Regions from separate parts of the Bos taurus genome. Here region 1 is linked to region 2. A link is a contact called in public Hi-C data. All regions are on one chromosome and are shown on one strand. The core of a region is the stretch at or near the end of the contact, and the rest is flanking DNA. Distances in the headings are between cores, read along the strand shown.

The links. A called contact is a pair of places that touch in the nucleus more often than the background predicts.
Region 1: a contact with region 2 is called in a Hi-C map of liver, with 3 times the contacts expected there. The contact joins the promoter of HID1 here to the enhancer-like site in region 2. A contact is called at or near these places in 3 of 11 Hi-C or Micro-C datasets (8-cell embryo, liver and an unstated tissue).

Annotation. Positions count from the first base shown.
Region 1 is chr19:56,451,374-56,458,271 of ARS-UCD2.0, forward strand. It overlaps HID1 (HID1 domain containing), which reads left to right and starts at 3,699. Exons shown (of 19, transcript NM_001076924.1): 1 at 3,699-3,821. The coding sequence starts at 3,756.
Region 2 is chr19:56,347,925-56,355,246 of ARS-UCD2.0, forward strand. SLC16A5 (solute carrier family 16 member 5) reads right to left here. Exons shown (of 6, transcript XM_024981070.2): 2 at 5,950-6,103; 3 at 431-677. The coding sequence starts at 629. Among named protein-coding and RNA genes, the nearest start is that of SLC16A5, 8.2 kb to the right of the region's middle. Within about 2 kb of position 1,272, at least 12 of the 102 cell types and tissues checked have an H3K27ac peak or open chromatin away from gene starts, as enhancers often do. A contact at or near this core is called in liver, where this site is marked.

The sequences.
Region 1 (6,898 bases), core at 2,449-4,948, 110 kb after region 2:
TGCTCCTCTTGGCCCTCTCCTATGGCTGGGCTCTCTTTCTCTGTGTTCTAGCAACCATTCCACCCCTCACCACCTTAGGTTTGAGTATAGCTGAGGCTCTCTACCGCTTCTAGCCCCAGAGTGCCTCACTGACGCTTGTTGGTTTCCCTTCTCCTTATAAATCACCCCTTGATTAAACTCATTTTGGCCAATCTGTCCAAGTGTCCATGGGTGACCAGAAATATCTCAGTGCCACCTGGAGTTCCTGGTTGCAAACCACAGAAGTGGCTCTGAACAATGGGCAAGACCAGAGGGCTCACAAATACTCTCTTGGGGGACTTCCCTGAGGGTCCAGTGGTTAAGACTCCACGCTTCCAACACAGGGGGTGCAAGTTCAGTCCGTGGTCGGGGAACTAAGATCCCATATGGTGCGTGATCAAGAAATAAAAGCAAAAAACGATTCCTCCCTTTGAATGGTCAATTAGTACCTGCTCTTGTTTTATTTATTTTTAATTAAATTGAGCTACAACTCACAGTAAAAGTCATCCCTTCTAGGTGCAGAGTCACGTGAATTTTGACAAACATACACAATCACAGAACCACCCCCACATCGAAACAAAACATGCTTTCACAGTCAGTGCCCTCATCCTGCTCCCAGCCCATGGCAATCACTGGCTTGTTTTCTGTTCCTGTATTTTGTCTTTGCCAGAATGTCATATAAACGATATAACGCAGTACGTTGTCTTCTGTATCTGACCCAGCACTTTTGAGATCCATCCACATTGTTGCTGCCTGTACCAGTAATTTGTTCCTTTTTATTACTGAGTATGGGCTCCCCAGGTGTCTCAGTGGTAAAGAATCCGCCTGCCAATCCAGGATTGGCAGGTTTGATCCCTGGGTCAGGAAGATCCCCTGGAGAAGGAAATGACAACCCACTCCAGTATTTTTGCCTGGGAAATCCCGTGGACAGAGGATCCTAGGAGGCTGTAGTCCATGGGGCCGCAGAGTCGGACACAACGGAGTGGCTAAACAATTGCTGAGTACTCGTCCATTGTATCGATGAACCACAGGTGATGGGCATTTGGTTTGTTTCCAGGTTTTGGTGATTATGAATGAAACTGTTACATGAATTACTCAGCCTTTTGTGTGGATCTATGTCTTCATTTCTCCTGAGTAAATTCTAAAAATGGGATTATTGAGTTATACAGTAATTGTATATTTAACTTTATTTTTTTATTTTTTGGCCACACCAGGGATCGAAGCTGTGCCCCTGCATTTGAAACACGGAGTCTTAACCACTGGACTACCAGGGAAATCCCTAGAATTAACTTTATAAGAAAATACAAACGCTCCCCATCTTCACTAGTATTTGGCATCATTACGTTTTTGTTTTTGACCTATCCTGATATGAAAAAGTTGGCTTAAAGCTCAACATTCAGAAAATGAAGATCATGGCATCCCATCACTTCATGGGAAGTAGATGGGGAAACAGTGGAAACAGTGTCAGACTTTATATTTTTGGGCTCCAAAATCACTGCAGATGGTGATTGCAGCCATGAAATTAAAAGACACTTACTCCTTGGAAGGAAAATTATGACCAACCTAGACAGCATATTGAAAAGCAGAGACATTACTTTGCCAACAAAGGTCCGTCTAGTCAAGGCTATGGTTTTTCCTGTGGTCATGTATGGATGTGAGTGTTGGACTGTGAAGAAAGCTGAGCGCAGAAGAATTGATGCTTTTGAACTGTGGTGTTGGTGAAGACTCTTGAGAGTCCCTTGGACTGCAAGGAGATCCAACCAGTCCATTCTAGAGGAGATCAGTCCTGGGTGTTCATTGGAAGGGCTGAGACTCCAGTACTTTGGCCACCTCATGCGAAGAGTTGACTCATTGGAAAAGACCCTGATGCTGGGAGGGATTGGGGGCAGGAGGAGAAGGGGATGACAGAGGATGAGATGGCTGGATGGCATCACTGACTTGATAGACATGAGTTTGAGTGAGGTCCGGGAATTGGTGATGGACAGGGAGGCCTGGCGTGCTGCGATTCATGGGGTTGAAAAGAGTCGGACACGACTGAGTGACTGAACTGAACTGAATAGGTATGTAGCAGTAACTGTATTGTGGTTTCAGTTTGTATCTCCTTAATGAATAAGGCAATGGCACCCCACTCCAGTACTCTTGCCTGGAAAATCCCATGGATGGAGGAGCCTGGTAGGCTGCAGTCCATGGGGTCACTGAGGGTCAGACACGACTGAGCAACTTCACTTTCACTTTTCACTTTCCTGCATTGGAGAAGGAAATGGCAACCCACTCCAGTGTTCTTGCCTGGAGAATCCCAGGGACAGGGGAGCCTGATGGGCTGCCGTCTCTGGGGTCGCACGGAGTCAGACACGACTGAAGCGACGCAGCAGCTTTTAAATGTCACACTGGCCTGGACTGGGAATGGGTGATTTGTAGAATGGACTGGATTTTTTTTTTTAATGCCAAATAAAGGTACTATTCATTTGTTATCTTGAAGTGATTATAAAAGCCATGGAGCCTGTCCAAGATTTCATCCAGGGTAGGGAAAACCCACCTCAGGAGCAAACACAGAGCTCTCCCGTCCAGTCTGCTCATTCAGTGCTGTGGGGACACCCTTGCCCCCCTCCTTGCTACCCCACCCCTGTCCTACCCTGCCTTTATGCCTAGACAGCGCACCCCACATTTTTTACCCTTGGAACTCCAATTCAAGCTAAATGTCACCTCCTTTTGAAGCAGCTAGGATTTCTAGAAGCTTCCAGACATAACCTGCAAGGCGATATTGTTGAAAAAATGCAGCCTCTTTTGGAGCCAGAGCTGGATTTACTTTTTTGGCTTTGTTCCTTACCAGTTGTGTGACTTTGGGCAGCTTAACTGCTTTGAGCCTCAGTTTTCCCTAGGGTAAAGTGGGTTTAATACCTACTTCAGAGGTAGGTTTTCTGTCGTGTAAGAGGTTGTCACTATTTATTATTATTAATTTGCCTCTATCCTGGTCTCATTGGGCTGAACCATGGCTAATCTGTTCCTTTTTTGTCTCTCTAGCTAACTGCTCTTAAATAGCAGACTCTGTGCCTTAAGCCTCCTCGGCCCCCCGGCCCTGACACCGTGTTGATAAATCCTAGTCCCTAAACATATCTGTTGAAATGGATGACTCTAAGAGGATTCTCAGGGAAGGCAAGTGGCCAGAAAGGAATGGTGGGACTCAGAAGGGACCCCTCGCTCTCACCAGGCCGCGGAGCCCGATGAGACAGGTCAGAAAAGGGGAACCAAAGGAGCGGATGCCCAGAATGCCCCAGAATGCCGGGAGATGGACAAGAAAGATGCTGGAGAGGACCGGCTTTGAAACTGTCGGCCTAGTGATGGAGTGGGGACCGAGGGTGAGGATGGGGGGCAGGGGACGGAGGCTGGAAAGGTTGCGGGCCCGTGGGGTGGGGGTGGCGCTGAGTGTAAATGGGAGAGACCGAGAGGGATAACGCTTCCACGCAGAAGGAACCCGATCCAGCTGAGAAGGGGCTGGGGGTGGATCCGCGGGCCAGACCCCGGGTCGGCGCGGGGAACACGGCGCTGGAGCAGCAGGTGCGGGGGGCGGGGCCCGGCGGGGCGGGGCCCAGGGGGGCGGGGCCGACGCCGGCGGGCGGGCGGGGCGCGCGGCTCGGCTCCTGCGAGAGCCGCGGGGGCAGCGGGGCTGGAGCTGGATACCCAGCCGGAGCCCGAGCGGGAGTCGGGGCCGGGACCAGGCCGGAACGGGCTCCAACGAAATGGGGTCGGCCGACTCCAAGCTGAACTTCCGAAAGGCGGTGATCCAGCTCACCACCAAGACGCAGGTGCGCCCGGGGCCCCGGCCTTCCCACGCACCTGCCAGGGTGGGGGCAGGGCAGGGCTTTCGGGGTTGGGGGAACGGCTGCAAGAACTTGGCTAGCCGGGGGCTGGGGGGACCAGCTGGCCAGGAGGGTGACGCCGCAGCCAGGGAAGAGCGAGACTCCTGGGCCTGTACCCCAGGGCTCCATCCCTTAGTCCCCCACCCCCAGCCTTCTCTCCCGGGAACATCCCTATTTCCCGCAGCTGCTGCTGCCACCTTAGGCTGACGTGTGCCTACTCCCCAGGCCGGCGTCGTCGCTGTCCGCTCCGCTGTCGGCCCCCTCATCGCCCCTCCAGCCCCTCAATCTCCAGCCTCTCCCCACCCCCACCCACCCAAACACCTCCTTTTCTCCTCCCTGCCCCTCGGTGGGTGTCGGCGATCCGGGAGGCACAGACCCGGTTGACTCAGTGCAAACAAAGCCGGCGGTTGCCTTCCCGGATCGGGAAACAGCTGGTGCACGGTGGCGGCCTCGCTGGGCCGGGTCGATGCCCACGGCCAGAGAAGGCCTAGGTGTTGATGGGAACACGCAGAGTGGCAGGCAGCGCTGCAGCCTGGCCAGGGGAGCTGTTCCCAGGCCCATGGAGTCCAGATTCCCAGCTGGGGACCACTGCTCCAGGGGCTCCGCTTTCCAGGCCCTGCGGTGCAGGTGGCTGTGTTTGCTGTACCCTGTGTTCTCTGGGGCAGGGTTAAGAACCGTCCAGGCTGCCCCTGGACTAGGTACTGTGGGGCCTGGGGGTACCCATCCAGGCTTGCACAGACCCCTGAGCCCACAAGTGGCACCGAGGCCAACTCCTTGCCCCCAGCACAAGGGCTGGCCCCAGCAAGGCTATCTCCCTGCCCACCCCTCTCTTCTCACTCCTTGAGCCAGGCCACTCTGGCCAAAGAGATGCCCATCTCTGCCTCCCCAGGTCCCCCACTTTCGAGGGAGTCAGGACCTGCTGCCAGCCGGGGATTTCCTTCTACCTGCACCCCTAGGGCTCTCTCATGCTCCCAAGTAGAGTAGTTTCAAGGGAGCCATTTCCCCCACAGCCAGCTGGTTGCAGCTCCAGGGGCCAGAACTCTGGTCCCACACTCTCTGGTTCCCACAGGAGAAAGGTCAGGAGCCCGGCACACGCCCAGGGCCTCTGAAGGGTCCAGTCCCAGCTGAGAGGCATTTGATAGAAACCAGGCCTTGCTAATCACCCTTGCCCCCAAGGCTCCTGGCTGTTTCTGGCATTTGGCTTTTTTGGCGTGTGGGGCTTCTAGATCTGAGGGTGGCAGGTGGTCCCGCCTCTCGGTGGGGGGCCACAAGGAGAAGAGGGGAGGGAGGCCTCCGTGTTTACCTGCCTGGGGAGGGAAACGCCTTGTTGGAGGAAACCACCTTGTCACTATGGGCTCGGCAGCTAGGGTCTCTGCCAGGCCAGTAGGACCAGCTCAGCTGGGTCCCACAGGATTCCTACAGGCTCGGGCCCCCTCCCCAAATTACACTGGGCCTCCATCCTTCCCTGGCTGTGGCCCTATGACAGGGTGGACTGAGCAGCTGGGGACAGCTGGGGACAGTGAGCTGACGTGGGACAGAGCTGGAGCCAGACACCAGCCTGAGTCTCTCTCAGGAGAGCCTTGGGGCCCTGCAGGTGGGAGGGGACCTGGGCTGCCTGGAGGGAGAGACCCTCAGAGCCTGAAGCCACGGACCCTGTGCAGTGACCTGGCTCAAACAGCTCGGGAGTCAGGGCCAAACCCCAAATGGTCCCCAGACCTTGCCACTCGGTGTCCCCAAGGAGATTCAGGCCAGTTGTCCCCAGGGTGTCCTCTTGTCCCAGGGCCTCTGTGATCACAGGGTTTTGCAGACAAGCCAACCTAGAACCTTTTCCCCGTGGCCTGGGCCCAAGCTGGTTGGCTTTCCCGGCCTTCCTGTGCTGTATCCTGTTTTCTTCCTGCCTCGGGCTGGGCCCGACCCCAGTCCTGAAGCCGGCAGCTTTGGCTGTGTTTCAAGCCTTTCCCGGTGTGGGTGGAGCCCTCGAGGGGCATATTCCTGGATCTGGGACCCTCTCCTAGATCCTGTCCTTTTGGAGATTCTCTGTCGTAGGCCAGAGGATACCTGGTGGGTCCATGTTCACACGTGTGCACATGTATGAGTGTGCGAATGCCGTGGTGATTCAGTACAGGTCACCCTTGGCAGGCCAGACCACTGCTGGTGCTTCCCTTCTCCCCCCAGAGAGGTCCAGCAGCTGCAGCCGGTCCTCCAGGCTGGTGGGCATCTGGCCTGAGCAGGTCCCAGCAAAGCTTCGCTAAGAATATCTGGTTTCCCTCCAGGGTAGCTCAGTCCCTGTGCCCTTGGCAGCACGGGCCTGCTCACCTCCACCAAAAATACTCTTTAAAGAAACTAGCTTGGATTTTAGAAGCTTCTTTGTGTTAGGTAGGGCTAGAATAACTGAGGCAGGATCTAAGCTATGTTCCCTCCCCACTCAAAAGTTTCAGCGAACCTGGCCAGTACCTATGGCATCAAGCTAGCCTCCCCTGCTCTGGTAACGGCCACCAAACTGAAGGATCTGAGCCACAGCTGGGACCTGGAGAAGAGGTCCAAGTTGGGGATGGGGGAGGTGAAATCATTAGTCCTGAAGTTCAAGGCCAGCTCCCAGAGCTGGGATTTCCCTCTGCTTCAGAGCTGGGCTGCCCTGGGGCCTCTCAAGCTCCCCTGCTAAGACTCTCTCCTCATTCTTAATTCAGTCCCCAGGGGACACTTGCCTGATGAACTAGGTCAGAGGTCAAGTGCACTCGATGAGTTTCTGCCCCTTTAAGCTTAAAGGGTAGTGGCTACTTGGGAGGAGGGGAAAAATGGCTTCCCAGAGGTGCTCTCAGATGGGAGGTGGGCAAGGGCCATGCATGTTTTCCGGGAGGCTCCTTCCCCACTTCCACCGGACCACCCACACTGGGGGTGTGCTTCCCTGGACCCCAGAGAGGGTTGGAGGGCATGAGGACAAGCCAGCCGCGGCCCCAGGGCGCAGTTTTGGTCTTTGTTCCTCTCCCCCAGCTAACTTGCTCTACCAGTTTTGGGACCCAGGC
Region 2 (7,322 bases), core at 22-2,521:
TGGGAGGTGGGCAGCCTGGGGCTGCTGGCTGTTTTCCCCAAATGGCAGAGGGAAAAACTGAGCTTCTGAGAGATCACCCCACAGGAAGCCTCGCTGTTCTGTGGCGTGTGCCCCTGAACTCTTATGGTCTGGCTCGATCCTCCCATGCTCATCAGGAGGACTGGCTTTACATCTTGGGGGCCTCCCTGCCCTGTGCCCATCCCCAGCCCAGTCCAGCTCAGCCTAGCCCCACAGGATCCTGGGCGGGGGAACTGGCCCTGCTGAAATCAAGATGACATCCCAGGAATTCACAGCACCAGGCGAAACCTGTGGCCCCAGAGAGAGGGACCCAGGAGGCCGGAGAGGTTGTGGCTTCCTCTCTTCCTCCCGAGCTCCTTCTCATCCCTCCCCGCACCCCAGCCCACGCCCGGTCCCTCCCCACCCTGCTCACCCCCTGCGTGGAGCATGGCTGTCAGGATGGAGGGGAACCAGGAAGTCTCGCTGTTGCTGGCCTGGAACTCACGCTGCAGTTCGGTGAAGAAGATGCCGATGCATGTGGGGAAGCCCAGGGTGAGGCCCTGCGTCACCACGGAGGCCAGCAGCACCACCCAGGCCCAGCAGCCCTCGGAGCGCTCCAAGGCCTGGGACATCCTCAGCTACGAACGCTGCGGCCACAGCCTAACCGCTGCCCGGGTTGCCTGAGGAAGGGACAGAAGGGAGCTGCCGGCTGGCCCTGGCCCCTGCCGCCACCGCTGGGCGGCTGGACCCGTCCTTTCCTCTCGCCCGGCACCGGGTACAGCAGAGGGACGCCGCCCCCTGGGAGGTGGCCAGAGGCCCACGTACTGGCCTTGGCATCGCCTTTCCCCTACTTCTCAGAGCCAGCCTGGCAGGAGGGACAGGAGGGCCAGCAGGTGAACCACTGTGGGCCCGGACGGGTGGGCCGAACGCTTTCTAGCTGTGCCGTCATCCCGGGGTCAGCAGGTGGGACTGCCCGGCCCAGCCGTGGCCGCGTGCCCACGAGCGCGCCAGAACTGCCGGTAGACGGAGCAGCCGTCTGGAGCCGCTCAGTCCTAGTGCCACAGGCGCACAGTGACACCTCACCAAACGTCCCGACCAGCCTTCCTGCTTCCAGAGCCCCGGGCACAGCCAGGCTCCCTGTCAGAGCTGCGGTGACGGCCAGGGAGCCAGCGGGTGAGGGCCGCCGAGCGGGCAGCCGCTGCACAAAGCGCACCACACTGCAGCGTCAGAGCGCGGAGCCCGTCTCCCTGCAGCGCTCCTGTCACAGCGCTCACCGCCAAGAGGCCGCACACCGTCCCACAGAGGAGAGGCCTGTGCCTGCGCGGGCTTCTCTGAGCACACCACACACACACACACAGACATACCACACCACACACATACAGCACACATACACACACCACACACCCAGCACACATACACACACCACACACACACACCACACACTCAGCACACATACACACACCACACACACACACACACCACACCACACACATACACTACACACACACACACACCACACACACACACAGACATACCACACCACACACATATAGCACACATACACACACCACACCACACACATACAGCACACATACACACACCACACACCACACACACACACCACATACAGCACACATACACACACCACACACCACACACACACACCACACACATACAGCACACATACACACACCACACACCACACACACACACCACACCACACACATACAGCACACATACTCACACCACACCCAGCACACGTACACACACCACACACCACACACACACACACACAGAGACATACCACACCACACACATACAGCACACATACACACACCACACCCACCACACATACACACACCACATACACACACCACATACTCAGCACACATACACACACCACACACACACACACACCACACCACACACCACACCACACACACACACACACAGACATACCACACCACACACATATAGCACACATACACACACCACACCACACACATACAGCACACATACACACACCACACACCACACACACACACCACACACACACACCACACACATACAGCACACATACAGCACACCACACACCACACACACACACCACACACATACAGCACACATACAGCACACCCAGCACATGTACACACACCACACACACACACCACACCACACACACACACACACAGACATACCACACCACACACAGCACACATACACACACCACATACCCAGCACACATACACACACCACACACACACACACCACACACTCAGCACACATACACACACCACACACACACAGCAAACATACACACCCCACATACCACACAACACACCACACACATACACACACCCAGCACACATACACACACCACACACACACACCACACACTCAGCACACATACACACACCACACACACACAGCAAACATACACACCCCACATACCACACACCACACCACACACACCACACACATACACACACCCAGCACACATACACACACCACACACATACACACACCACACACCCAGCACACATACACACACCACACACACACAAACATACACACCCCACATACCACACAACACACCACACACATACACACACCCAGCACACATACACACACCACACACACACACCACACACTCAGCACACATACACACACCACACACACACAGCAAACATACACACCCCACATACCACACAACACACCACACACATACACACACCCAGCACACATACACACACCACACACACATACAGCACACATACACACACCACACACATACACACACATATATAGCACACATACACACCCCACATACCACACAACACACCACACACACCCCACACATACATGTACACACACCACATACCACATACAGCACACACACAGCATGCACACACACGCCACACACACCACATACCACACATACACACACCACACACACCACAAAACACACCACACACACCACACACAAAATACACACCACATACCACACACCACACACACACATCACACACACCACACACATACACACACCACACACAGCACATATACAACACACACACCCCACATATACCACACATACCACACACAGCACATACCACACAAACAACACATACACACAGCACATACCACACAGCACACACACACAACACACATACCATACAACACACGCCCCACAGTCACACAGAAGAGAGGGCTGTCCCCGCAGGGGCTTCTCTGAGCACACCGCACAACACATACACAAAACACACCAAACACATACACCACACAACACATATCACACACACACCCCCCACACACATACCACACACACAACACATACCACACACAGCACACATACACACAGACACCATACACACATTACACATACCACACACATAGCACACATCACATACAACACACACACACTACACATACCACACACACCACACATACACACACAACACACACACCGCACATATACACACACATATACCACACAATGCACACACAACACACCACACATACACACACACAACACACCACACATACACACACAACACAACACACACACACATACCACACAATGCACACACAACACATACACAACACACACATCACACACAACACACACAGCACAGACACACACACCACACAGCACAGACACATACCACACATAACCACACAACACACATACCACATACCACACAACTCACACACATAACACACACCACACGTAACACACAGAAAACATAACACACAGCACATACAACATACAGTCACACATGAATGTGTAGAAAGGTGCACAAGCACATACAAAAAATACAAACATATATAACACCTGTGCATACACAGTCACACAGGAATCAGTAGAAAGATACCCATTCACACAGATGGGTACAGTTATACACACAGACGTGCACTTACGTAGGTACACACACAGACACATAGACACACACCACATAGACAGGCAGAGAAACACATGGGACCACCCAAGCACATAGAGTTACACGCAGACCCACACTTACACACAGAAAAACCCAGAGACACATGGACACACGTAGTCACATGTTCAGGAGGGCACAGACATGCACAGAGATACACATGCTCAGACACACACACATGCAGAAGCACACCCACAGACACACTCAGGCAAGTCCAGAGACAGACAGACACGTGCTACCCAGACAAACAGACACACACAAACAGGGCCACATGCTGTGCAGACAAACGCACACCCCCTCACATCCTTGGCTCAGTCCTACCTTGGTTCCTCACCACCACCAGGGTCACTGCCCCCATCACAGAAGCTGCCTTATCCAGGCCTCGACGCCCAGCCCCCTCCCCAAATGCAAAGCCCTTTTCCAGTCCCTTCCATCCTGCCTCTTCCCCTGCTCCCTGGCCTGCAGGGGCCCCAACCTCACCCACACCAGGCAGTGGGAGCAGTCTCGGTGAAACCAGCCATCCCGGGAGCTCCAGTTCCCACAGCCTCCCTTCTTTCTGCCCTAGGCCCTGAAGATCCATGGAAACTCAGGAAACTATCAGAAATACAAAACCCCTCTTCCTGCCCAGCCTGGCACCCCACACCTTCCCCCCAGGCCCTGGAGCTTCAACACAGCACCCAAGCTGGATCCAGCCTAACTGCCTCCTTCCTCGGCTCCAACCCCTAGCCCTTCTCCAGCACAGGCCTCTTCCCTCCCCAGAGGACCCCCAGGGGCCCTGCCACGGTGAGTAGCCCATTCATCCTAGCCTGGGAGAGTGAGTGTGTGCGTGAGTGTGAGTGTGTGACCTTGAGTCCTGCGTGTGGGCTGGGAACACCTCCTGCCCTCCTGGCTCCTGCACGTGACACTGGCCCTAGAGATCACCCAGCCCCGATTCTCCTGGCTCAGCCCCAAGCTTGGGGGCAAACCTCAGATCCTCCTCCAGCAAACTGGCTCTTGCCCCTACCAGGATTTCTGTTCCCTCAGCAAGTAGAAAGGCCACAGATGCCACCTGATCCCGCCTGTGAATGTCAAGTTTCCCCACCCTGCTCCAACGCTCACCCCTCCTCCACACACCCTGGCCCCTCCGTCCTCCTGGACCTGCCACTTTCCACCTTCCTCCCAGAAGGGTCATCAGCCTTCCCTCCAGCTGGTCCCTCACCATGGCGCCCCACCCCCGGCACCCCCATGCCCCTTCCGAGAAGCAGGCTGTCTCTGACCAGAGGTGGCAGGGAGAAGGAAGACGGGAGAGCAGACACGTGGGGGCCCTCAACCCCCTGCCCGGCTCTGGTCCCCTCTCCATCGCCCTTGCCTCTTGCCCCTCCATGCAGAGGCCCCTGGTGCCCTTATCAGCAATTACTCCTCTGAGCCTCCCCTCCAGTGAACTCCGTCCAGAATTCTGACCTTCACCCTGCACCTACCTTCCCTCGGAACCTTTCAGTGGAGCTCGTTTCTCCTCCCTCCAGGCCTCTGGGGACAATCAGAGCTCAGGAAACCCTAAGCACATTTGTTCTCTCTTTACCCTGGCCTCCCTCTAGGAGCTGGCTTGCGGACTTCGGCCTCCTCCAAGGAGGCTGTGCCCTCCCATACAGCCCCCAGACAACTCCCAGGTCACACGCAGAGCTTTTCTCTCCTGTTGGTCCTCCAGCACCCCCTCCCCGAGCCAGCTGGTCCCTCCTCGGGAACTTGGTTGCCGAGATTCCAAAATCCTCAGCCAGAGAGAAGTCCAGTCAGTCCTTCAAGAATCAGCCCCAGAGGCATCTCCAGGAAGCTATGCTGACCCCCAACTCTAAGGCCCTTTCCTGTTCTTTTCTCCTTAATAGTAGTTTTCACACCAAACTGGAGTGGATCCTTCCGTGCTTATCGCTGTCACTTGCATTTCTCCTCCCACTTCTACACTATGAACAGGGAGGGACCTATTCACAGCTGCCCACCCAGCCTCCACCTGAGCACAAAAGGTAATATCAGTGTGACTCACCTGTGTTCCCCGGGGGGGCAGGCAAGCCCAGGAACAAGGGTGAGCTGGTTTCCAGGCAGGCAGGTCCATTCCAGAAGACTCAAGCGGAACAGAGCGGCTGTGTGGGCTCTGGTTCCACCTCTGCCCCGGCAGAGAAGGCGTCTTCCCTTTGTACCTGGAACCAGGAGTCATGATCACCTCCTGGCATACAGTTGGGGCAAGGAAGGAGACAGGGCTGGAGACGCTTCACTCTCACTTTCCGGGACTGGAGGTGAGCAGCTTGCCACGGGAGCTGCTGACCTCAGTCCTCAGGGACCTGCTGCCCAGAGAGAACGACCGTCTTCATGCCCAGGTGACCCAAAGCTGGCTGTGTGGATGGAAGTTTAGATGACATGTCCTGTCCTTCTCCCATGACACACACTGCCCGGTCTGTTTTTTAGGGCTTCCCATCTTATGCCAGGAGACTGGCCATGCCCTCAGAATCCATCCCCGCCCTTGCCTCCGAGCTTGCAGATACAAGCAAAAAAGGGCAGTGATGCTCTCACGCAGGGGTCTGGGGTTAGGGTCCTGGTGTGCAAGGGCCTCCCCATGGACCTCTGCTCTCTTCTCCTGGCAGAAGAGCTGGTGAGAGGAAAACAAGGAACCATCAGCTTTACCAACAGCGGAAGGATGGCCAGACCCTGGAGACCCCCTCCCTCCCCAGGCTCCACACCAGGCAGGATGCCAGGCCTGAAGCCCAGGGCAGAGGACAGACAGGAGTGAGATTCCTGCCGGAGAGGGGAGCAGCGCGAGCCAGCCTAAGCTTGGGGTGGACAAGCCCTCAAATTCCTGGACCTGGCAGGAGCCGGGGAAGGAAGAAGGCGGTTCCAGAGGTGGGCCAGCTGGAGCCGGTCACCCTCCTCCCTTCTCTGCCTCTAGAGGTGCCCCCACCATCCAGACAGGGGCCCCCGGCTGCCCACGGCCTGCAAGGGGGATGGGCGAGGCAGCAGAAACCTCATGACCTCTTGCCACCCTGGCACATTCCCTGCCGTCCGGATCAGTTTCCACAGGGCTTGCTTCCCACCCTCCCCCTCACGGCGGATCTCCTCTGGGTGGGGCTTCTGGGACGTCCAGGCGGCGTCCCCCGTGGAGGTTTCAGCCCAGGCCTTGGGTGGTGCCTGTCCCCTCACCCACCAGGCCGTGGGGGTCCCCAGCCATTCCAGGCTGGAGCGGCCCGCGGGACGCGGACAAGGAGCTTTTCTGGATCCTCACCCCCAACCGGCTGGGAAAGGGCCCCGGAGGTCCCCGGCCGGGCGGGTCCGCGACGGCGCCCACGGGGACCCCAGCGAGGGAAGGCACCTCAGGGGCCGTGGGGGGGCCCGGGGAGCCTGCTCACCGGCTCGCACGGGCCCCGC